2 separate regions of the Rattus norvegicus genome follow, and region 2 is linked to region 1. A link is a contact called in public Hi-C data. All regions are on one chromosome and are shown on one strand. The core of a region is the stretch at or near the end of the contact, and the rest is flanking DNA. Distances in the headings are between cores, read along the strand shown.

Region 1 (7,401 bases), core at 2,311-4,810:
AGATATATACATAGATACATAGATACATAGATGCATAGATAGATAGATAGATAGATAGATAGATAGATAGATAGATAGATAGATAGATAGACAGACAGACAAACGGATGGATAGATAGATACACACTCTCACTTTCTCAGGCAGTCATGCATGTGTGTACACACAGAAGCATCATCACGGATACTGAGCATGATCTCTCAGGAGGTGTCCAGCTCATTTTATGACCCAATGTCTCTCAATGGGATCTGGTACTTGCTTATTTTAGGCTAGGCTGGATGCCCAGTGAGTCTCAAAGATCCACCTGACTTTGTCTTCCCAGGGCTGGGATTACAGGCACATGCAGCTAAGCTTGGCTTTTCTACATGGAGATCAAACTTGGGTCCTCACGCTTGTATTGACCCATCTCTCCAACCCCCTCTTTTGACTTTTGAGCCATTAATCTCGAAGGCCTGCAGTTACTTATATACTGTCTGTCCCTGGGTAGAAGTGATAAGCTAAGCTGGACATCCTCTAGCCCCAGAACAACTGGCTAAGACTAAAACACTGTCTGAACTTTTGTCCACCAAGTAGAGTGACTGGTCTAGGTATGTAAGCTTGGCCTCATAAGCACTGTTTTCTCAGTACCCTTTGACACAGCAGCCCGGTTATATATCTCAAGGGATAGCAAATATAGTGTTGGTGTCTCTTCAGGACAGCTGAATTTGGTGACTCATGTAGTCATCTATAAAACACGGAGAAGAAAAAAAAGATAGACCACATGGGGATTTGGTTTAGTTTGGTTTGGTTTTGAGAAAGGCTCCTCTATGTAGCACTGGCTGTCCTGGAACTTGCTATGTAGACCAGGCTGTCCCTGAACTCACAGAGATCCACCTACCTCTGCCTTCCAAGTGCTGAGTTTAAAAGTGTGCACTATCATGCTCAGCCCCGTGGGGGTTTTGTATTATTGAAGAGTCTGTTTCTGAATGTGTTCCAGAGACCATAGGTAAGTCAGCACAGGGTTCTAATGCGTTAACATCATTTTGAGAGGTTCTTGTGCATAAGGACTCTGGCACGGGGTTGTGATTTGCATGAGCAGTAAATTCTGTCCTTATCACAGCTTTGCTAGCACCCTCAGAGTCCAACGTCTTAGATAAAGAGACGCCATCTCTATCTTTGATTGAAAAGAAAATGAAAGGAAGGACAAAAGAAAGAATGAATGGATGAAAGAAGAAAATAGGTGTTTAATTGGGTACCTGCTTACAGTTTCAGAGGGTGAGTCCTGGTCATCACGGCATAGAGCATGGCAGCGTGCAGGGCACTGGAGCACAGCAGTAGCTAAGAGCTTGTGTCTGATACACAAGCCTGACACACACACACACACACACACACACAGAGAGAGAGAGAGAGAGAGAGAGAGAGAGAGAGAGAGAGAGAGAGAGAGGGAGGGAGAGGGAGAGGGAGAGAGAGGGAGAGGGAGAGACAGGGAGAGGGAAAGAGAGGGAGAGGGAGAGAGAGGGAGAGGGAGAGAGAGGGAGAGAGAGAGGGAGAGGGAGAGGGAGAGGGAGGAAGAGGGAGGGAGAGGGAGAGAGAGAGAGAATGCTTAAACTTTGAAGAAAATTTAAGTATATTCCATAAAGCTATTGATCTAATCCATGGAAGAACTGGAATTTGAAATGAAATCCATTTGATTCTAAAACTATTCAGGGACCATCAGACTATCCCTGTACACAAAGAGAGGAAGAATAGTCCTGTGGTCTCTGTTGTGTATGCTTCATTCTTTTCAGGTTATTAAAAGTGTAAAAACCACTGTGGACTCACAAGTCTGGCAAAAACAGCTCCCAGCCAAATTGGTGCATAGTTTTGTGGTCCCCATTTTTTTTTTACCCAGCATGAACACTAGTCCTTCAGATGTAATGATTACTGTGTTGGCAGTGGGAACTCAGAAGAAACAGCTAAGGGCCTGGGAGAGGAAACAGAATTACAGTGGAACCCATCCCGGCCGGGTGACAGGAGATCAGGCACCAGGGAGCCACGTGGCAGTTGTGCCAACAGAGGTTTCAGCCTTCTCTTTGAGAAGCTTTGAGGAACATCATGGCTCCAGCAGCCAGAGCTGGAGGGAAATGATTCCCCAAGGGAGTAGAGAACCTGCAGGGAAGAAAATGTCTTTGCATCTAGCGACCTTTCTCCTCTGCACTTTTTCTTTTTGGTTTGGTTGGTTGGTTTTGATCATCAATGAACCCTGGAGTCAGCAGCTTTTTATTTTTATACTCTAATATTTTTTTCCAACTGCTGAGTGTCTGTTTGAGAGACTCCCGTGGTAAATATTTATCTCAAGCCTAAAATAAACTGTGGTTCCCTTGCCACATTCACGTAGGGTGGCTTTCAGAATGTTGCTGACCAGGGCGGCTGACTGTCGCCAGGTAGCTCAGTCTCAGGATGGAGGCTGAACCCCTTCCAGAAAAAGTTGCTGGGTGAAGGAGATTCTTGGGACTCCCCACTGTCCCCATGTAACCAACACCTCCGTCTGCTCTCCACACAGTCCCCTGCTCTCCTCCTTTAGCTGGCACTGTTATATCCTCTTGCCTGGCAAAAGGATTCTTGTTTCCATGGAAGCCTCATTAAATCTACATCTTGCTCAGTTTGGGTTTGATCACAGCTGCCAGAAGTATTTTTAGTCAATGCAGTTGTGTAATGAGATGGGAATTGGAGAGGGGATGGGACCCAATGGACAGAGAGAGAGAGAGAGAGAGAGAGAGAGAGAGAGAGAGAGAGAGAGAGAGAGAGAGAGAATATGAATGTATATATATGAAAAACTTGGGAAAAGAGGGTTTGGGGTTTGAAAGAAGGGAGACGGGTGGGGCACTTCTCTTGGGAAGCTGAGCTGAGCTTCCCATTGGAAGCTGGCCCAGGGATGCTTGCCACACTGTTGTGGTCATATGTCCAGGGAACCTCTGATCTCTCTTTCCATGAGCTCAGTTGGCTCCAGTCAGGGTGACACTTAAGCTGGAGTGTGAGTGCCATCATTGGATTTCCCTCATCGGAGCTGAAGACAAGCAAGAGTAGTTGTTGGACCCGGGACGGGTGCTCAGGGTCCGCAGTGTAGGGCAGAAGCAGATCAGAACCACAGAGAGAAAAGTGTTAAGACATTAGAGGCCTATGTAAGAAGCCAGGATTGGCACTGGAAGCCAGTACCAAGTACATACCTTGGCCGCTCTAGTTCTGAAAACTCTGATTCTCTACAGTTGTGTTCTGTCCTTGCCCTGAGCCTGCACGTCAGAAGAGCTCCTGAGGCTGACCGACACAACTGGAGTTGTTGGACTGTGTGTGTGTGTGTGTGTGTGTGTGTGTGTGTGTGTGTGTATACAACATGTAAGGAGGCTTAAACAACAGGCAGAGAAAAATAGGTGACGTTTGCCGAGCCTTTGTTAGTCATTCAGTGTTTTAGGCTTTCTATTCTTATTAATTTGCTTTCCTTCCCTGAACTTGGGCCTTGGCCAGTGAATATATCCTCCTTGGTGACACGGAACCTGAGACACAGAGCAGTTGAGAAATTTAGTCACAGTTGCCAAGCTAGCTTTGTGGCAGAGCCAGGCTGGTACCCACGCAACCCGACTGGAGAGTCGGCAGATGGAAAGCAGCACGGCCCACCTGGCAGTCACACACTTGAAACTGCTTTCACTCTGCAGAACCATTTATAGTGGCTTTGTGTGGATGAACTGAAAGACATGCAGATGCGCCCCTGCAATCTCATTCATCCTCAAAGAGGCGGGTTATTTTTATAAGATGTTCTGAGGGCGGTAACTAAAGTTATCAAGTCGACGATTGAGATTACCCTGAATCCCGGTCTGATTCTGGCCCTGCCCCTCTCTCTGTCCACTGACTTCCCATTGGCTTTTACAGCCTCTCTTGGACCTTGGGGCCTCCTAGTATTTCTGCAGGATGGTGTCTCACAGTGTTCCCTTTCCAGCAGCAGGAGTTTCTGTCCTAGTGTGAGGCCGCATCCCTCTTGCCCCTTTCTCAGGACACTGAAAAAGCATTTAACTTTCTACACTTTCCCGACTATCTCTCCAAAAGGGCACCTTGGCATCTGCTGGCCTCCTTTACCTCTGGCCTCCTTCAGCCTCTGATCTTTGTTGACCTTACTCTCTTCAAGGACTTGACTTTCTCTGAACTTGCCAGCTGCCGCCTTCAAGTCTCAAAAAAAAAAGGGGGGGGGGACATAGAGAAAACCTGCATGGCCTCTCCTCTGTATGTATTCCAGGAGGGCTTATTGTGCTCTTCCCCTCACTGCAGGCAACCAAAGCATCCATGAAACTCCACAAATGAAGTAATGATGCATCTGGTGAGCCTTCCGGCCAAAAGTAGGGCAGGGAGGCAGGCTGTTGTCATGACAGCTCGGAAGATCAAAGGTCGTGGCAGAAGTAAATGCCATCTTCTTTTCAGATGGAGTAACTGAGGCAGAGAAAGAAGCTGACAGGGATTCAGATCTCTGGTTTTATTATCAGTACTCATTCCACCCTACATAGTGTCTGATCTCTACAGGAAGTGTTGTTTCTCAGCTTAGCTACAAGACCTTATCCAGAGACTTTTCAGGGCATCCAGAGACCATAGAACAATCTCCAGGATAGGTCCTGTGGACAAGTATACCCAAAGTGAATGTCTGGAAGTTCCAAGTTCTGGAGTAAGGATGCTGGCTCCTTGAGCAGTTGTGGACCTGTTTGCTAATCCCGCATGGAGCTAGCATGAAGTGCAGTGGGGTTTAAATTTAGGTCCCTAAAGCCTATGTTCTCTGTACCCCATAACAAAGGATGGGTGCTTTGAGACAAGATTACAAAGGAGCAAACTGAGACCCACAGGATAAACAGTTAGCTCAAGGTCACCTCACTAAGCTAAGAGGGAGGATACTGCTTTGTGTCTGACTCCTGAGAGCCCGTCTTGTCATTTACAATACTCTTGTACTGGCTTCATTTCCTTTCCGTCAGATGGGAACGATAACACCCGTCTCTCATGGATGTTGTAAGGGGGACAAAGATAAAAGAGAAAGTGCTTTGAAAATGTAAGTCAGCTTCTCAGATGGGAATGACTCTTGTCACTATCATAGGCTGCCAGCCCCTGGGACTTTGCTGGGCAGGTCTCTCTTTTCCACCAGCACCAAGGAGCTCAATCTGCCTTCACTGAGCCCCGCCCTCTCCATATGTCTCCCCGCTCAGCAAGCATTTAGCTCATGTTGCATCCTCTCTTGCTGCCGAAGAAATACAGAACCCCAAATTTGAGTCTCAGCATGTTGTAGATAAAGAGAAATACATTGCTTCCCATAGTGTCCTTTGGAAACATTCCTTTTTGGACTCAGAGTGTATGTGCAATTTCCTCCCTAAAATTTAAGATATCCTGTTGATAGGGATGCTTTCTGTCTTATGACTGAGAAACAGGAAAGGAAACCAGCATTTACTCAGCAACCACTGTTTATGGATGTTAGATGACTGTTGGCCATGGTTTCAGTGCAGTATGAGCCTTATTATTCCCAAATATTAGTTTCCACAGACATGTGACAGCAGGGCAGAGATTTGAACCACGTCTCCAAAACCATCTTTCTACTATGGTCTTCTACTGGAGGAGAGTCCCTGAAAACAAGTTTCTGAAAGGACTTATGTCAAGGACAAGAACAGAAGCAGATTTAGAACTAGATGGGCCCCCTGAACAAGTAGCCCATGCCAGCCATCAGCCATCGTTACTGGGCTTTATATAGGATGTCAGCAGCATCCTGCATATCGTACAAGCTGGCAGGGGCCTAGGAAGGAACAACCAGTCAGGTCCCACTTAGATTCTACCCAGTGCATCAGTTAGGACACTTACCAGTGTGTGTGTGTGTCATAAGGACAGAGCAAGGAGGCAAAAGACTCAGGAGCCAATTTCATCACCAAATACTGAGGCAAGTGGCTTTCAGAGCAGGGGCAGTGAGCATAAGCATCCCGAAGCTATAGCTGACAAATGAGCTTATCAGACTTGGGGAGGCTCACCTCAGCTCCTTCATCAAGTACATCAGGGCAGTGCTTGCAGGAGTGACCCTGCCTTGGGCCATGCATTTATCAAAGCAAGCCTGTCAGTTCTACAGTGGCCTGTTTGTTTAGGGATGAGCCTAACATGATTCTTCAAGAAAGCATAGCTAAGGACAAAATGCTGCCAGGTTTATTTTTCCCCATCCCAATCTCTCAGTAGGACTAGAAGTCAGATAATATGGGGTTTCTCCAGTCTGCAGATGGGAAAAGCAGGAACCAAAGGAGTGATATTGTTTTCCTGAGGCAACCTAGCTGGTTATCAGTGTCCACATACATTATTTCATGTCTTATACCCAATGCTCTATGCACCATGCAAATAGGAAATCAGTCACGTGACCAACCAAGTATAAACTGTTGCTGGTAAGCATGCTGTAGTCACTCCCATCTGGTCTTCCAAGATTAAGCTTAAGGAGAGCCAATTATTCAGTTGTTAGAAATTGTAGACACTTCTGAGAGATAGTTGACCTAATGCCAATGGAACAAACTCAGACTCAGGAGATGATCAGAATGCATGTGAAGCTACCACTTCATGATGCAGTGCTAGCATGAGACCCTCATAACACCTATGACAGTGTAGCATGTGATCAGTCACCACTGCCCCTGAGTCCCGTGATAACAAATGTTATTTCATGCTTAAAACTGAAGACAGTTTATGAAGGCCATATTGAATGCAGAATCCTGAGTCCACTACTAGCTGTAGAGACATGAATAAGATGGCTGGTGCCGTTTGAGAAGATTCATTGGCTGCAAAAGTCAAAAAAGCAACTTTGACTTCACTTCTGAGAGGGGAGATTCAGTGGCTCCAGACTAAAGCCCGAGGAGGAAAGTGTAAGCAATGGCCAGAGCTTGGATCTCATCTGTCTCCAGGAGTCTTTCTACTCCTTCCATGCCAGCCTTTGTCTCTCAGACTCGCATCCTCTACCAGAGGGGAGACACAGCTCTAAGCATTCATCAGACTCACATCTCCAGCTTAAAGGTTGCATGCTCTTTGGGTCAGATATTGCTTGGAATGGCCACTCCTATTTGAGCCACTTAGCAGAGAATTCAAGAAATGAATAGACCCCACATTAAGAAAGCCCAGAGGAAGGAGTGAGTGTCTGAGGGTGGTAAACTATAATACTCAGTCTTCTTCCTCAGGGAGGAAGAATTGTGTAATTGTGGTATACTGGCTACCCACACAACTGACAGAAGAAAAGAAAAAACATTATGGGGGTTCACAGTTTCAGGTCATCAGGGTGGAGAAGGCATGATGGGACAGCTGAGATCAAGGCTGCAGGAAAGCATGGTGGCAGCTATTCACATCCCAGTGGACCAAGATTCAAAGGGCAAGACCAGGACCAGGGCCTAAATAGAAGCTTCAAAAACC
Region 2 (7,401 bases), core at 2,103-4,602, 87 kb before region 1:
AAAGAACTAGAGAGGGTGAGCTTATTCAGCAGCAAGTCTCAGAGCCTGAAAACATTCTCGGTCTAGATAAGATTGTATGGAGGCCAGAAGCTTCTGTGTGTACACGTATAGTGTACAAGCACCTGGAGTGTTCATGTATAGTGTGCAAGCATGTATGCGTAGAGACCAGAGGGAGATGTCAGGTGTCTTCCTCAATTTCTGTCTTAGTTGAGGCAGGGTCTCTTATTGAACCTGTAGCTTGAGACTGGCTTTCCATCTTCCTGTCTCTGCCTCCCCAGTGCGGGGATCACAGATAGATTTTACATTGATGTTGCCAACCAAACTCATTTTAATATAGCAACCACCAAGCTGGCCAATGCACTTCAGGGACCCTTCTATCTGTCCCTGCCTACTGCCCAGCACTGAGATTATAGGCATTACATGGGTTCTGGAGGATCTGAACTCAGATCTTCACGATTGCATGGTGAGTACTTTACCCACCTATCCAGCCTTCCCCTCCCATTAGAGTTCGTCTCTAATGACCTAAAGTCTTCCTGGTAACCCTCCACCCATTAGCACCTCTAGCTTTTCAATAGCACCTTAGAAGCAAGGCTTTATTTTGCCAGGACACTGAACATCCGAAGTGCCACAGAGCCATCAACCTGTGCACTTGAAACAAGTGGTTTGATTGCACTTAAGTTATGCCTCAATAAAGTTTATCTAAAAAGAAAATATACCACTAGAAACCCTACCACCAAAAAACAGCAACTTGAAATACTTTATGTATTTTTATGTTGACAGGGCATAGCTACACATTCATATTCACTCTCTCTCCTCTCCTCTCCTCTCCTCTCCTCTCCTCTCCTCTCCTCTCCTCTCCTCTCCTCTCCTCTCCTCTCCTCTCTTCTCCTCCTCTCCTCTCCCTTTCCCCCCCTCTCTCTCCAGTCTGTCTCCCTGCTTCCCTGTCTCCCTCCTTCCCTCTCTCCTTCCCTGTCTCCCTCCCCCCTCCCTCCCCCATCCTACCTTTTTTCCCTCATTCTCATACATCATGGAAACCTTCCCATGTCAATACACAGAATGCTGCATCAGCATCTTTCATATTTGAACTGAACAGCATCTGTGCTTGTCTGCACAAGCCCGTCAACATTTTAACTTGGAGGGTGGAGGATTCCCCACCAACCAATATTTTATATGGTACTGTGTCATTGCAGTGTGGTTTATTACCTCAATTTTGTTGAAAAAACTTCAGATGATTGCAGTTTCTTTACTGTACTAAGTACCACTACAAACATCCTTATACCCATCTCTTCATTTATACCCCCAGTCACGGCCATATTGCAGGAAAAGCCCTGAGTCACAGCAGCTCTCACTTTTATAAAAGAGTTGAGGTATGCCTAATAGTTACCTATCCTAAAAGCTGTCCCAGTTTGCACATCATCTGTCCATCCCTCTCATTTTGACTGCAGCCTATTTAGACACCCTGCTGCTCCATGAGGACAAACACAAGGCCAATCCTGCTGCCTGGTGGGTCTGAAACCTTCACACCCTTTGAAATCATTGAAGTACTACAACACCAGAATCTGAGCCCTTAAAAATCACCAAAATTCAAGGCCCCTAAACTGTCTGAAAGCACTTCCAGCAATCCATGCAGAGCCCAAATTCAGGACAGGATCACCTCCTGACTTGCTAAAGAACACTGCACTGACCCTCCCCTCACCCCCCCCAAAGAAGAGTATATTTCCTTCCAAGTTCCAGTCCTTTCTACCTCCTATGGGCACAATCACTTTGGCTTCTCCCTGGTTGGTGTCCAGGAGCTGGAGGTTGTACATGCTGTTTGTGGTATCACACTTGCTGCTTGCCAGCACGACTCCAGCTGGTCCCCCCAACCCCTTCCCATCCTTGACTCTGCGACATGTCGCCCTAGGATAGCTGTTTAACTTCTAGACAAAAGTCGACAGAAAAGTGGAAGTAGTAATTGCGTGTATTTCATAGCCTTCTGTGAGAATGATATCAAACAATGCAACCAAATTCACTGCCACCCGCCCTTCTCAGAGATGTGACACTGTCTGATTCCTCTTATGCTTGGCTTCAGGCGGCAGAAGCTTCGAGAACAGTTTCCGTCCCATCCACACTGATGTCTATACAAATGACCAGCAGCCACTCATTCCACGGCTGCCTGATGACATCAATAAACTGAGGACACACAATCTCATGGTTAGGCATGGTCTGCCCACTCCTGCCACCAGGACCATGCGTGGCAAATATAGCAGAAATTACAGGCATCTGATTTAAGGCTGTGTGCGTACCCTACTCTCAAGCCAAGCCCCAAACCCTAGTTCTGTTGCTGCATCAAAGGGCCGTCTCTGCTCTAGTCTCCAGGCCCAGAGTAAGCAGCAATTTGAAAGGCAGCCCCCTTTTATTTTTAGCCTTAAAAAAACACCAGAGCCAACAGAGCAGTGCTCACCCAAGCATCTCTCACAAAGCTCTTACTTGACTTGGGTTGAGAAAATGACAGGGTGAGTTCTGCACCAAGAAGGGGGGGGATAAATGGGAGAGAAAAAGGACCCCCCCCAACACACACACACATTGCCAACCTCCATCCCCCTCGAGTCCTCCCCTGGGCCTGGGTGGACCCTGCCTGGGTAATCATTCCCTGCTATATTTAAAAGCCACAATGTGTTTGGAGGGGACTTAATTTCGGGATTGCGGGCGGCTGCGTCTCCCGAGGACAAGAGGGAAGCCTGTGCCGAGCTCTTGCCTGCTGTGCCGAGCTCTTGCCTGCTGTCGGGACTTCAGGGCTACCAACTCGGGGGAATCCAGGTCAGGACGAGTCGCCTCCTTGCAGCAGCCGTCTGCTCCGATGCTCTAGGTTCCAGGCTCAACGGTTGGGTTGGTGGCTTTCGGGTAGGGCTTGCATCCGCATTCTATCTCCCGGGGCTCTCTGAACGCTAGGTCCGTGCTTGGTGTCCCAGGCCCGCCGAGAAGCGCTGTGGAAAACTCCCCTCCGCGCGCGAGGCTAAATATGCGCGGCTTGTCATTTGGTGTAGCTGTCTCCCAGCTGATAGGGTGACGTCGAGTTTGGAGGCTTGGAGATTGGCTTTTTGATTTGGCTCCTTGCGGAGGCTTAATGGGCAAAGCTCTAGGCTCGCCCAGAAACCAGCCCCTACGCTCGTCCCCTCTGTGCGCGGCGAGGCCGAGACGTCTCCGGTGGTGACAGCGGGCGAGGCTGAGCCGCGCGCTCCCAGCCCGGGGAAAGCCCGGGCGACGCGGCAGCCAGCCCCCGCCGGGGTCCCTCGGAGCCGCCAGGGCGCGCCGCGTTGCTCTCCGTCCCGCCCCTCCCGCAGGGATCCCCAGGCGACAGCGACCGGGACTCCGGGCCTTGCCTGGGCCACTCAGGCAGTCCCTGCTTCTTGGCTGGGTGCCGAGGGTCCGTACAACCCGCCCTGCTCCCTGGCCCCAGCGATCGAGCTCCAGATGCGCTGCCTGGTAGCCCCCTGACAGCTGCTAGCCCACGAGCTCCGGCCGGCAGCCGCGGCGGACTGTCATGCCCTGGACGCCGCTGCAGCCGGCCCGCAGCCCGCGGGGGCGATGAGCCGCTGCGGCCGGTGAGGAGCCGGGCGGCGCGGGCATCGTGCACCTTCCTAGCCCGCCTTACTTGCCCATTGAGCTCTGGAAGCTAAGGGGAATCGGTGAGTAATGGGATAAGCCCACAATCCCCAAGCCCCGGAGGACGGCAGAGGCAGGGGATGCCTGCCGAGATCCCGAGATCCCAAGCCTGATATGCTCACGAGAGGGTCCCTGGTGGAGAAGAATCATAAGTTATTTCTCAAGATCATTCGCATGCGGTGCCTTGCGGCGGGTTTAGTGCCAGAAAAAGTGGGGGAGGGTGGCCGGGAAAGTGTATGTTGTATATGCGGTGTTGGGGGAGAATCTGGGAGGGTGTCTAAGCTAGGGTGCTGGGGGTGCCGTGAGAGATGCCTGTGAGCCATAGTACTGGAAACAGTCCTGCTTTGGGGTTGATGACTTAGGGGCGGGGTAGCTCAAAGAGGAAGCTGCATGGCCCTGTGTGTGTGTGTGTGTGTGTGTGTGTGTGTGTGTGTGTCTGTGCATGTGTGTCACGCCGGTGAGCTCCTGGGCTGAGTGCCCACCTGGTTCTGAGGCTAGGAAGGGGACCGCGTTATTCCCTTGGCGCGCGCGCGCATGCGCGCGATAACACACACACACACACACACACACACACACACACACACACACACACACACACACGAACTCACGCGCACACGCACGCACGCGCGTACCTCAATGTTGGGACTCCATCGCTGCTGGCCCATAACCGCAGCCCCAGTGCACTCCCTTCCCTCCAGCCCTGGAGGGCTCTTGGGCCAAAGGGTACCCCGTAGTCTGAGAGATCTAGGGCTGCGTGGAGAACTGTGAAAGTGTATAACTAAGCTCCCCTTTTTCCTTCAACACACACACACACACACACACACACACACACACACACACACACACACACACTACACACGCAGGAGCCCTCATTTTAAGGCCAGGCTGCTTCTGCAGGCCCTAGCTGACCTGCCCTGAGGACCCAAGCCACACTGGGGCAGAGGATGAAAATGATTTGCTAGAGGGTTTTCAGTGAAGGAGGTAGTTTTTCTTTTTCATTCGTTGTGTTTTATTTTTAACCGGGAAAGGGGGGGGGCATAAAACAAATGCCTTTAATGCAGTGCTGTAAATTTCCTCACTCACTGCTTGCCTCCTATCCGCTCCCTCTCTTTCTCTTTCTCTTTTGGCAATTAACAAACAAACAAACATCTGAACGCTTGGTGTTAAGGTTTTCCAGGCAGAAAGATTGAAATTGGGTGCAATTTATCAGAAATGTAGGCTGCAGCTGGGCACCAGGTGCCCAGCTCCTGGGTGGTCAAGAAACCACCAAAGGGAGGGCTGGGGGAACACATAATGGGAACACATCCGGTTCGTCTGGTAGGGTACCAAAAGGGAAGCCTGCAGGCCTCCAGCGACCCGGTGACTCGCAGCAGCTCCTGTGATTAATCTTCCACAGCTGTTGTGCCCCATCCACTTGAGCTGTGCTCTTGTTTACCTCAGGGTTTTCAAATATAGCGGCTGCGCCATGCTCTTCCTGAAATGGGGAGGGTGGGGGTGGCAGAGTGGGGTGGCGAGAGTGGGGGGGAAGTTCACTAAGTACAGGCCAGTGACCTCCCATCTTCCCACCCTGCTGGCAGACTCTGGCTGGCTGATCTAACTTTGGGAGGAAGCTGCCTTGTTGTGTTGGTGATTGGATGGGACTGGTTGGTCACCCTGGTCTCTTTAAATAAATGAACTGTGTGTGTGTGTGTGTGTGTGTGTGTGTGTGTGTGTGTGTGTGTGTGTGTGTGTGTATCTGCAGAACTGGGACTTGATCACAGAGGTTCTTTCTTTACTTGAAGACAGGAAGACTATGGTGCAAGTCCCCCTACATGGAATGTTTATTGTTCTTCTAGATTTCCTTATTTCATACACCCATAATCTGAACCCCCAACTTTGAAGTGATCTAAGATGCAGCTGAATTTTACTGGTGTGACTGAGCAATGGGGGAGGGTATGCAGGGAGCGGGGAGGAACACAGCTCTGGACCTGGACCATGAGCTCCAGGAAGAGAAGAAAGAAGGTTTGCCTTTATCCACACTGTATCCCCAGGGCCTATCCCTGTGTCCAGCAGAGAGCAGGCACTTGGCAATTGTTTGGTTAAACAATGGAATCGGAGGAGGCACGTGTTGCATCTTCCCCTCTCTGGGCATCTTCTACTCCCAGTAGAAGAAGGGAGAAGGGAGAGTTTTCGAACTGTTTTTGCTGCTGTTGGCTTTGTTCTGCTTGAAAAAAAAACCAAGCCAGGCCTGGCAGCAAAGGTCTGTAATCTCAGCAGGAGGATTATAAATCCAAAGCCTGTCTGGGCAATCTGTGAGATCCCATCACTGACAACGACAACAACAGCAGCAGCAGCAGCAGCAGCAGCAACTTGGTGTTTGGGGGAGGGGCAGAAAGACAAGGTTGTATGTAGCTCAATGGTGAAGGACCTGATTAGAGTGTTTATTTAATCTGTAGTACTATAAAAATAAAATCCCTTCACACTGGGCCCCTCAGTGAGCTGACAGCCAGATTCACTTACCCCAGACCTCTTCTATTCCTGTTTGGAACAATTTGTGTATGTTTTGTGTGCACGCGTGCGTGCATGTGTGCGGGTGTGAGTGTGCGTGTGTGTATGTAATCTCGGGTCACAGTGGTGGATATTGTCCATAGGCAATAATGTGGCATTGTTTCCCACCCTGTGTGGTATATCCATTGCCCTCAATCAGGATTTGGAAGACGCTACCATCTTGATTTCCCTTCACATGGCTACATTTGATGAGTAGAGATGGGTAACTCCCCTCACTCAAGCACTTGTTTTACCTAGAGGGTGAAATATTTTCTCCAAAAGAGAAAGCCTTTACTTCTTTTCTCGGGGAGACATTTATTGAACAAGCAAGCAACCAGTAAGCACCTACTCTGCCAGACAAGAGCTGGGTACAGAGGCAGGCAAAATGAAACGGTTCCTTTCCTCATAAACATACATCCTCCCAGGTACAACCAAGCAGTGAATAGGCAATTAGTGTATAAAGTGATTTCTGCCCCATGAGGGGCTATGGCAGATCAGTGGAAGTAAATAGAAATGATCACCTCTCCTCGGGGTCTTGGGGCTCGGGGAACAGCTAAACCAGAAAGGAAGTATGGGTTCAGGTTAGTTTTGCTGAAAGCAGGGAGAAGAGAGAGAAACAGGGTCAAGCTGTGAAGGGCTTGCACTCCATGCTAAGGAATTGCATGGCATTTTTCCAGTGAGGCATTAGGAAGGTGTTAACTCCAGAAGTAAAGGATCAAATTGTTGTTTTATACAATATGCAGAAACTGGCTGACGCTGGGATGTAGAGCCAATGGGAAATCTCTATAGATCCCCAAGTAGGCTGGTGGAGAAAGGGACTCCTCTGTTCTCATTTGAAAACTCGAGTGCTCTTAGACATTTGGTTATGAGCCTAGTCCGTAGTGGCTGAGCCATCTCTCCAGCCCTACCATGTTCTTTCAATGAAGGCGGTCCACTGCTTTTCTTTAATGAGGTTGGTTTATGTTTGACTGTTCATTTGTTCAAGTGTCTTGAATAGACATTCTAAACCCAGCCCTGGGCAGAGAAGCCCAGAAGGAAGAAATGGCTGGAGATGTATAAGACACACTTCCTGAGCACAAACCCAGAACTATGAGAGTTGGGGGAGGCCTTTGAGGATATAAAAGGTCCCCCAGAAGGAGCCTGGGAGAATGAGAAGGACTTACGTTTATATTAAGTCTGTAGAGACTTTGGAACAAGACTTCTAGATTTAAAAATTCACGTGTATGAAGA

Evidence for each region. A called contact is a pair of places that touch in the nucleus more often than the background predicts.
Region 2: a Hi-C map of psoas muscle shows a contact between it and region 1, with 8 times the contacts expected there. The contact joins the promoter of Slc8a3 here to the enhancer-like site in region 1. A contact is called at or near these places in 2 of 12 Hi-C or Micro-C datasets (frontal cortex and psoas muscle).

Annotation. Positions count from the first base shown.
Region 1 is chr6:106,647,675-106,655,075 of GRCr8, reverse strand. The region is part of intron 2 of Slc8a3 (solute carrier family 8 member A3); the gene reads left to right. All of the region lies in intron 1 of LOC120103571 (a long non-coding RNA gene), which reads right to left. Among named protein-coding and RNA genes, the nearest start is that of Slc8a3, 87 kb to the left of the region's middle. Within about 2 kb of position 3,560, at least 16 of the 93 cell types and tissues checked have an H3K27ac peak or open chromatin away from gene starts, as enhancers often do.
Region 2 is chr6:106,734,456-106,741,856 of GRCr8, reverse strand. Slc8a3 (solute carrier family 8 member A3) reads left to right here and starts at 3,352. Exons shown (of 8, transcript NM_078620.2): 1 at 3,352-3,668.